Linked DNA regions of Anas platyrhynchos: region 1 is linked to region 2. The links are chromatin contacts, called in public Hi-C maps. All regions are on one chromosome and are shown on one strand. The core of a region is the stretch at or near the end of the contact, and the rest is flanking DNA. Distances in the headings are between cores, read along the strand shown. Region 1 overlaps GPC3 (glypican 3). Region 2 has its middle 77 kb from the start of HS6ST2.

Region 1 (2,980 bases), core at 71-2,570, 150 kb after region 2:
ATGAGTAGGCATCAGCAATTGTGACTCATCCAGAAAGAACTGACCTGAGACAACACACCACTCAGACAGCCATGCTTCATTCATTTATTTATCTTAGCTTGATAAAAGATGCTTAGACCAAGCTAAAACAATCTGGAAAATTTTTTTACATTCCCTTTCTCTATGGGTTAAGTTTTCTGTATTCTTTTTAGCCACTGTGCATTTGGTTCTAATGCACAAATAACATTCTCAAACTGGAAAAGTTTGAAAAGGATTTCTCATATATGCATATGCTTACACAGATTCAGTTTGAGAAGACTCCTGAGCAAGCATTATTTCCTCCCTCCTACAACATATTTGCCAAACTCAAGCAAACTTGAAAATTTGGTGTACTGATGAAAGAACACACATTTTTCAGCAGCATGAGCAGCCTGAAGTAAACTGAAGCCAAAGCACCAGCAAGTTGCAGACATTGGCAAAAAACTACAAGAAAATGCTGTGGAACTCTAACAAAAATTGCACCAACTAGCACGGTTCCTGAGTCTACCAGTATGAATGAAAACTGACCTGCATCTCCAACACAAAAAAAATGGGGAGGATTTAATTAAGTTGTGCTCGACAAATAATATACTGGTAGTCACATGGGAAACCAGTTTAGAACTCTGAGCGCTACACGAATTCTTTTTTTCCAAAAAGACTGAATGTTTGCAAAACCTCAGAAACCACTGTCCTTTGAGTTTGGTAGATACTGAATTTTTCACCCTTCCCAAGCCTAGGAGCCCACACTTTCCCAGATCTGAAACCAACACCTGAAAAACAACTGTAATTCATCCAGAGTTGTTCCTTTCACATTTCCTACTCTTTAGCATCCAAGATGTGTTCCAGATGTGAAGCAGATCACAAAACTTCAGCAGGCCAAGAAAAGAAGTGTGATGGTGAGCTCTGCCACCCAAAATCCCTAATTTAAGTAACATCCACAGTTATTTTACCAGTACATAAGCTGCTTACCACCTCAGTGTGAATAGCTAGGTTCATAACTAACTTTCACAAGTCACTTTACATTTCCTCCTGATTTTATTCTCAATTCCCCTCCTTCTCAAACATAACTTCACAGGAGGGGTTGATTTTTTCAAACTCTTACAATTTATGCCATCCAAATCAAAACAACTCATCTGCTCCCTACAACGCTACAACTTTCCAGTCTGATACTGCGAACAAGGGAGAGAGCTGTAAAAGACCATGACTGAGCTGACCACGTTCACCCACTTACCCCTATTCTTCTCAGAGCAGGAGCTGACACAGACAGGCTGCTGCTGTAAACAGCTGCATTCAGCCAAGTTGTGTTTACCCAGGGTCCCTCGTTCCACAAAGCTTAGCTCCTCAGCAGCCTGAACTGTTCAGCGAAGACCTAACTTGACCCAATCTGGCAGCCAGCATTTCACAACCACTTTATGTCAGCAGTTTCAAGTACGCTAATAACCATGTTTTGTTCGGTGCGACTTTCTCACTGTGAACGGCAAAATATCATTATCACCTGCAGGTTGAAGCCTGCCCTCTACCCCATTTAATAGGGAGCTGATTATGCTATTCTCTCTCCCCCCCCCCTTAATAATTACAGGCTGTGGGCAGATGGCACAGCTTTTCCATGCAGGAAGGCACAGCAGCCTGCGCTGCCATCGCCTGTTCTGCATGCTGAGGTGCTCTCGGGGTCCCAGTGGCCCCAGTGCTCCCAGCCAGCGGCCGGTGACGTGTGCCTGCCCTGCAGGGCTTCGGCCAGGAACTGTTATCACAACAGCCCCTGGCACCCGCGGGAGCAGGAAAGCAGAGGTTAGCAGAAAAGTCGCTAAGCCAGCAACTTCAGGCAGATCAGCCCTCACAGCCCACCAGCCGGGGTGCAGCTGGGCTTTACCATGGGAAGCTGCTGCTGCTGAAAGCATCGTGCTGGAGCAAACCTGGACGAGATCCCCACCAGTAAAAGCTCTCTTGAGGGAGACAGGGCAGCTCAGCCATGTTAAAGACAGCGTTATGACCTGAGTATTTTCCCAGCAAGACCCAAATGCTGTATGTTCCCAGAGAGTACAGAGGTCTAAGCTGCCAGCCTACTAGAAAACAACCCCTCTGAGAGTTACACAGTGACAGAGAGCAGAGTCCAGAGCCAGACCCCAGCCCAGCTGGGGGACAAAGGCAGGGCTGGCTCGAGTCAATACTGTAGAAGAGCTCTGGGAGGTTAAACCCTCTCCCTGCAGCACTCACACTGTGTGAAAGGCAGTTTCCCTCACATAGCTCACAGCCATTGCCAACTGAACACAGCGCAGAGGTGTCACTTAATCCCTTGGCAGCAGCGGGGCTTCACAGACTTAACCTGGCCTGGCATGATGGGTAGAGACAAGATACTGCTTGTCCTTGCAATGATGCCAGGTCTGAGACCGTGGGAAGGAAGCTCCCTGCCTGGCAAAGAGGGTCTCATCCAGCTCTGCCACATCCCCATTAAACAGTAACTTGTTTTGACAGTGATTAGGAGCAGACATCCAAGGACATGCAGCAAACTAACAACTGACCCTCCATTCCAGCCATGAGCAAAGAGGACTTCAACAAGAGTTGATGTCAGACATGTGCCACACAGACCTACACCAGCACCTCGTGCTTATGGATATCACAGCAGCACCATCTTCCCACCATACCGGGGATGAGCACTTACAAGAAGTGCACCACAAGGACACATCCAGTGCCTGGGAACAGGCTGAGCCCAAAGGGCTGCACTGTGCATGCCCTGTGGCTCCTGTTTTGCCCACAGGCTTAAACCAGGACCTGCCATGCATGCCTGGTACCAAGCCGGGCCGAAGCAGCACCTGCTCTCCACCCAGCTGCTGAAAACAGAGCTGCCCGGGGTTGTCTGGCTGAGCCCGAAGAAAGTGTGGGGGAGGCCAGACTGATTTGGAAACCACCCACTCTGGAGTCATCCCCTGCTGGCACGCCTGCAACAAACCTGGTTGATGTGTTT
Region 2 (2,846 bases), core at 303-2,802:
TGTTTTGTGAGTTTTAAAAGCTCCTTGCCATAGCCTTGCAGTCTCTTCTCCGGAGGGATACAAGCAAGAAACACACAAGAAGCACCCCAACTTTCCATGGGGCTCAGGGCCTGGTGTTTTCTCGCTGCTGAGAGCCCGCTTAGCAATTTGCCACCTGAAAGCAGCATGGGGCCACCAGCCACACAGGCACAGGGACCTTTCAGGAGGCTTCCAACTGTTACCAGTCAGTTTTGAATTAAGAAATAATTGCAGAAAGTGAATACACTTTTTGGTGAATCCCACAAACAGTGGGAGTCATGGGGAGGACACCTCTTGGGCTGAGGGCTTGTTAATCCTAATGGACTTGCACGGCTCAGGCCCAGCCCTTCTCAAGTGCTCTTCAGCTCCTTCTGGCATCCCATGGAGAAACGCAGCCTGTGAGGAGCCTTCTGTGGTACCCACAGGGCACACACACATCCTCCAAAGGGGCTGCTATGGGACTGAAGTGCTTTGCAACCATACACAGATGGACCAGCAGGAGCTCTGGGAGGTGCCGCAGCGGCAGTGAGGATGCTTCTGGTGCTGGCATGGACAATGCAGCACCCATGCTTCAGCCCACCTCTCTGCTAATATCTGAGCAACCTGTGCCTTAACAAGACACCAACCAGGACATTATTCCTTTCTCTACCAGCTCTGGGGAGAAGAAGGTGACTACTTTTTTTCATTTCAATCCCATTACTTATGAGTCTTAATTACTTTCACATCCCCAGAAGATTCAGCAACAAATAACCACAAAAGCAACCCCCGTCTGCAAACTGAAAGGCAACTGATTCACACAGTTGCCACAAAATGACTCTGATAACCCCGTCCTGTTTCATGTAGGCCTTTGGGAGAGCCCAGTACAATGAGAAATAAAGCTACACTTTGCAGAGCTTCAGTGGCAATTTCCTCCCCATATGTTTCTCAAGACACTCTCTTAATTTAGTTTGCCTATAATGAATTCTGTCATTATTCCAAACATCCATTCTCATGACCTAGTCTTATAGCATATCACCACCAAGTATCTTTTTTTGGCTATACAATCTCCCTGGGGAGCTGAAAATTGTCTCCGTCTGCAGCACAACTATGCTGGGGAGCAGCCTGGAAAACAGATCCGAGATTATTCCTTTCTGTGTCAGTCATTTAAGCTTCTTTGTGCTAAAGTTGACATTTGTCTCAATGCTGTCTCAATAGGCCCCGCTGGCTGGGTTTCATTCAGTGCTTTGAGCTGGGGGAGAACTTGCCTCTTGTTTTACTTTCAGGCCATTATTGTGCCAAAGCGTGAAGGGAGGGAGCTGAATAACCACAAACAGGTGAGGCGGGGAGAGGCTTTCTGTCTCCACTCTCAGCTTGCGAGAGCTGAGCTCTTTGGATGCTTTTCAAAGCCAGGAGAAGCCAAAGGCAATAATCCCCACCATGGGAGCAGGCAGGAAGGAAGGGTATCTGGTGTTGGCCAGAGATGTCCCAGCGCAGGGGAAGCGCATTCCCGCGCAGTGACATCGCGCTGCGCCAGGGCAGCCTCAGTGAGGCCAGAAACTTGGGGTTTGAAAACCATCCAAGCTCCACACCCACCTTGACTGGAGCTGCAGACGAGCAGGGCAGGGAGGGATGCTTTTTTTTCTTTTTTTCTTTTCAAGTCTAATTCATAAGAAACAGCTGTTATGAGTGAGGGGTCTTTGCATTAGCCACTGCTGCCTTCCTCTACTTCTGCCTCTGCCTGTCTCCATTAGCAATCTGGAAGTGTCAGAAAAGGGCTTTTCAGTAAATCAGAACCATTTATCTTCCCTTTTCCTCACTACCCCATACCTTCTTTTAATCAGCCTTGTAAAAATGCTCTTTTTGCCTGACCTTCACACAGCTTCAAGGGCTGATTGGCAGTGGATGAGGGTCAGCAGGAAGCACGGGGAGCATCCTCCATGGGACACAGGGCTCCTGGACTCCAGTCACACTGTCCAGTGCATCTCACACCAAAAACTCCCGTACCAAGAGATTAGGGAAGAGGCTGGGAATGTTAAAACTCTCTGCTGCAAACTTGTTTTGAAGTGTTTGCAGCCGACTTGTCCTTTGCCTTGTGAGCCTGAGGGCTGTACGTGCATGGGGCATCCTGCCCAGCAGCAAACACCACTGCCCTGCTGCTGCCCACAAGCTTACCCAACAGCACGGCTCCCCAGGCTGAACCTGTGCCACATCAAGAACAAGCATCTGTACACATCTTAGTTTCCCATGGCGCAAGTCCTCGTTTAATTCCCAGTTGAACAGGAATGCAGGATGCCCCAGGAGGGCAATACTACCTCAAAAAAAAAAAAAAAAAAAAAAAAAAAAAAACCTTATTGCAATGGAAACAAGCTCATTCCCTTTGTCATATGCAGGAGACACATTCACTCATTAGGGATATTGGAGGGGATATCCCTGACTATGCTTGAAAGCATACAGTCACCCACCCCATCCCAAAATCTAAGCCTTGCATGAAGCAGAATGAATATCCAGGACTTCAGTGAAAAGATGGATAACATTTTCAAGAAGAGGAGGAAAGCAGCAGAGGACATTCACATCATGGTGATGCAATACAACGTCTCTGTATGAAGAATACAGGAATACAGGCAAATAACACTCCTAGGTTTGGTTCAAGCAGGTAACCCGAACAGCCCAGGGCCTGATCTGGCCCTTTCAGGTCTTCAGAGATAACCCAGAGTTTTCTCTTGGCATTACACAGAGTTACACCACAGACCCAAGCTCTTAGATGTCCTTATTCAGCTCTTTCTCAGCCCCTCCTGCCACATCTTTTTGGAATTTGAACAAGGAGTGTCTCTCACAGGGTGTTTCTGCAA

What was found. A called contact is a pair of places that touch in the nucleus more often than the background predicts.
Region 1: a contact with region 2 is called in a Hi-C map of subcutaneous adipose tissue, with 2.4 times the contacts expected there. The contact joins two enhancer-like sites. A contact is called at or near these places in 3 of 8 Hi-C or Micro-C datasets (liver, skeletal muscle and subcutaneous adipose tissue).

The regions. Positions count from the first base shown.
Region 1 is chr10:16,622,636-16,625,615 of IASCAAS_PekinDuck_T2T, forward strand. GPC3 (glypican 3) reads right to left here. Exons shown (of 8, transcript XM_005023811.6): 6 at 2,966-2,980. Among named protein-coding and RNA genes, the nearest start is that of GPC4, 62 kb to the left of the region's middle. Within about 2 kb of position 1,321, at least 3 of the 8 cell types and tissues checked have an H3K27ac peak or open chromatin away from gene starts, as enhancers often do. A contact at or near this core is called in subcutaneous adipose tissue, where this site is marked.
Region 2 is chr10:16,473,874-16,476,719 of IASCAAS_PekinDuck_T2T, forward strand. No RefSeq gene overlaps it. Among named protein-coding and RNA genes, the nearest start is that of HS6ST2, 77 kb to the left of the region's middle. Within about 2 kb of position 1,553, at least 1 of the 8 cell types and tissues checked has an H3K27ac peak or open chromatin away from gene starts, as enhancers often do. A contact at or near this core is called in subcutaneous adipose tissue, where this site is marked.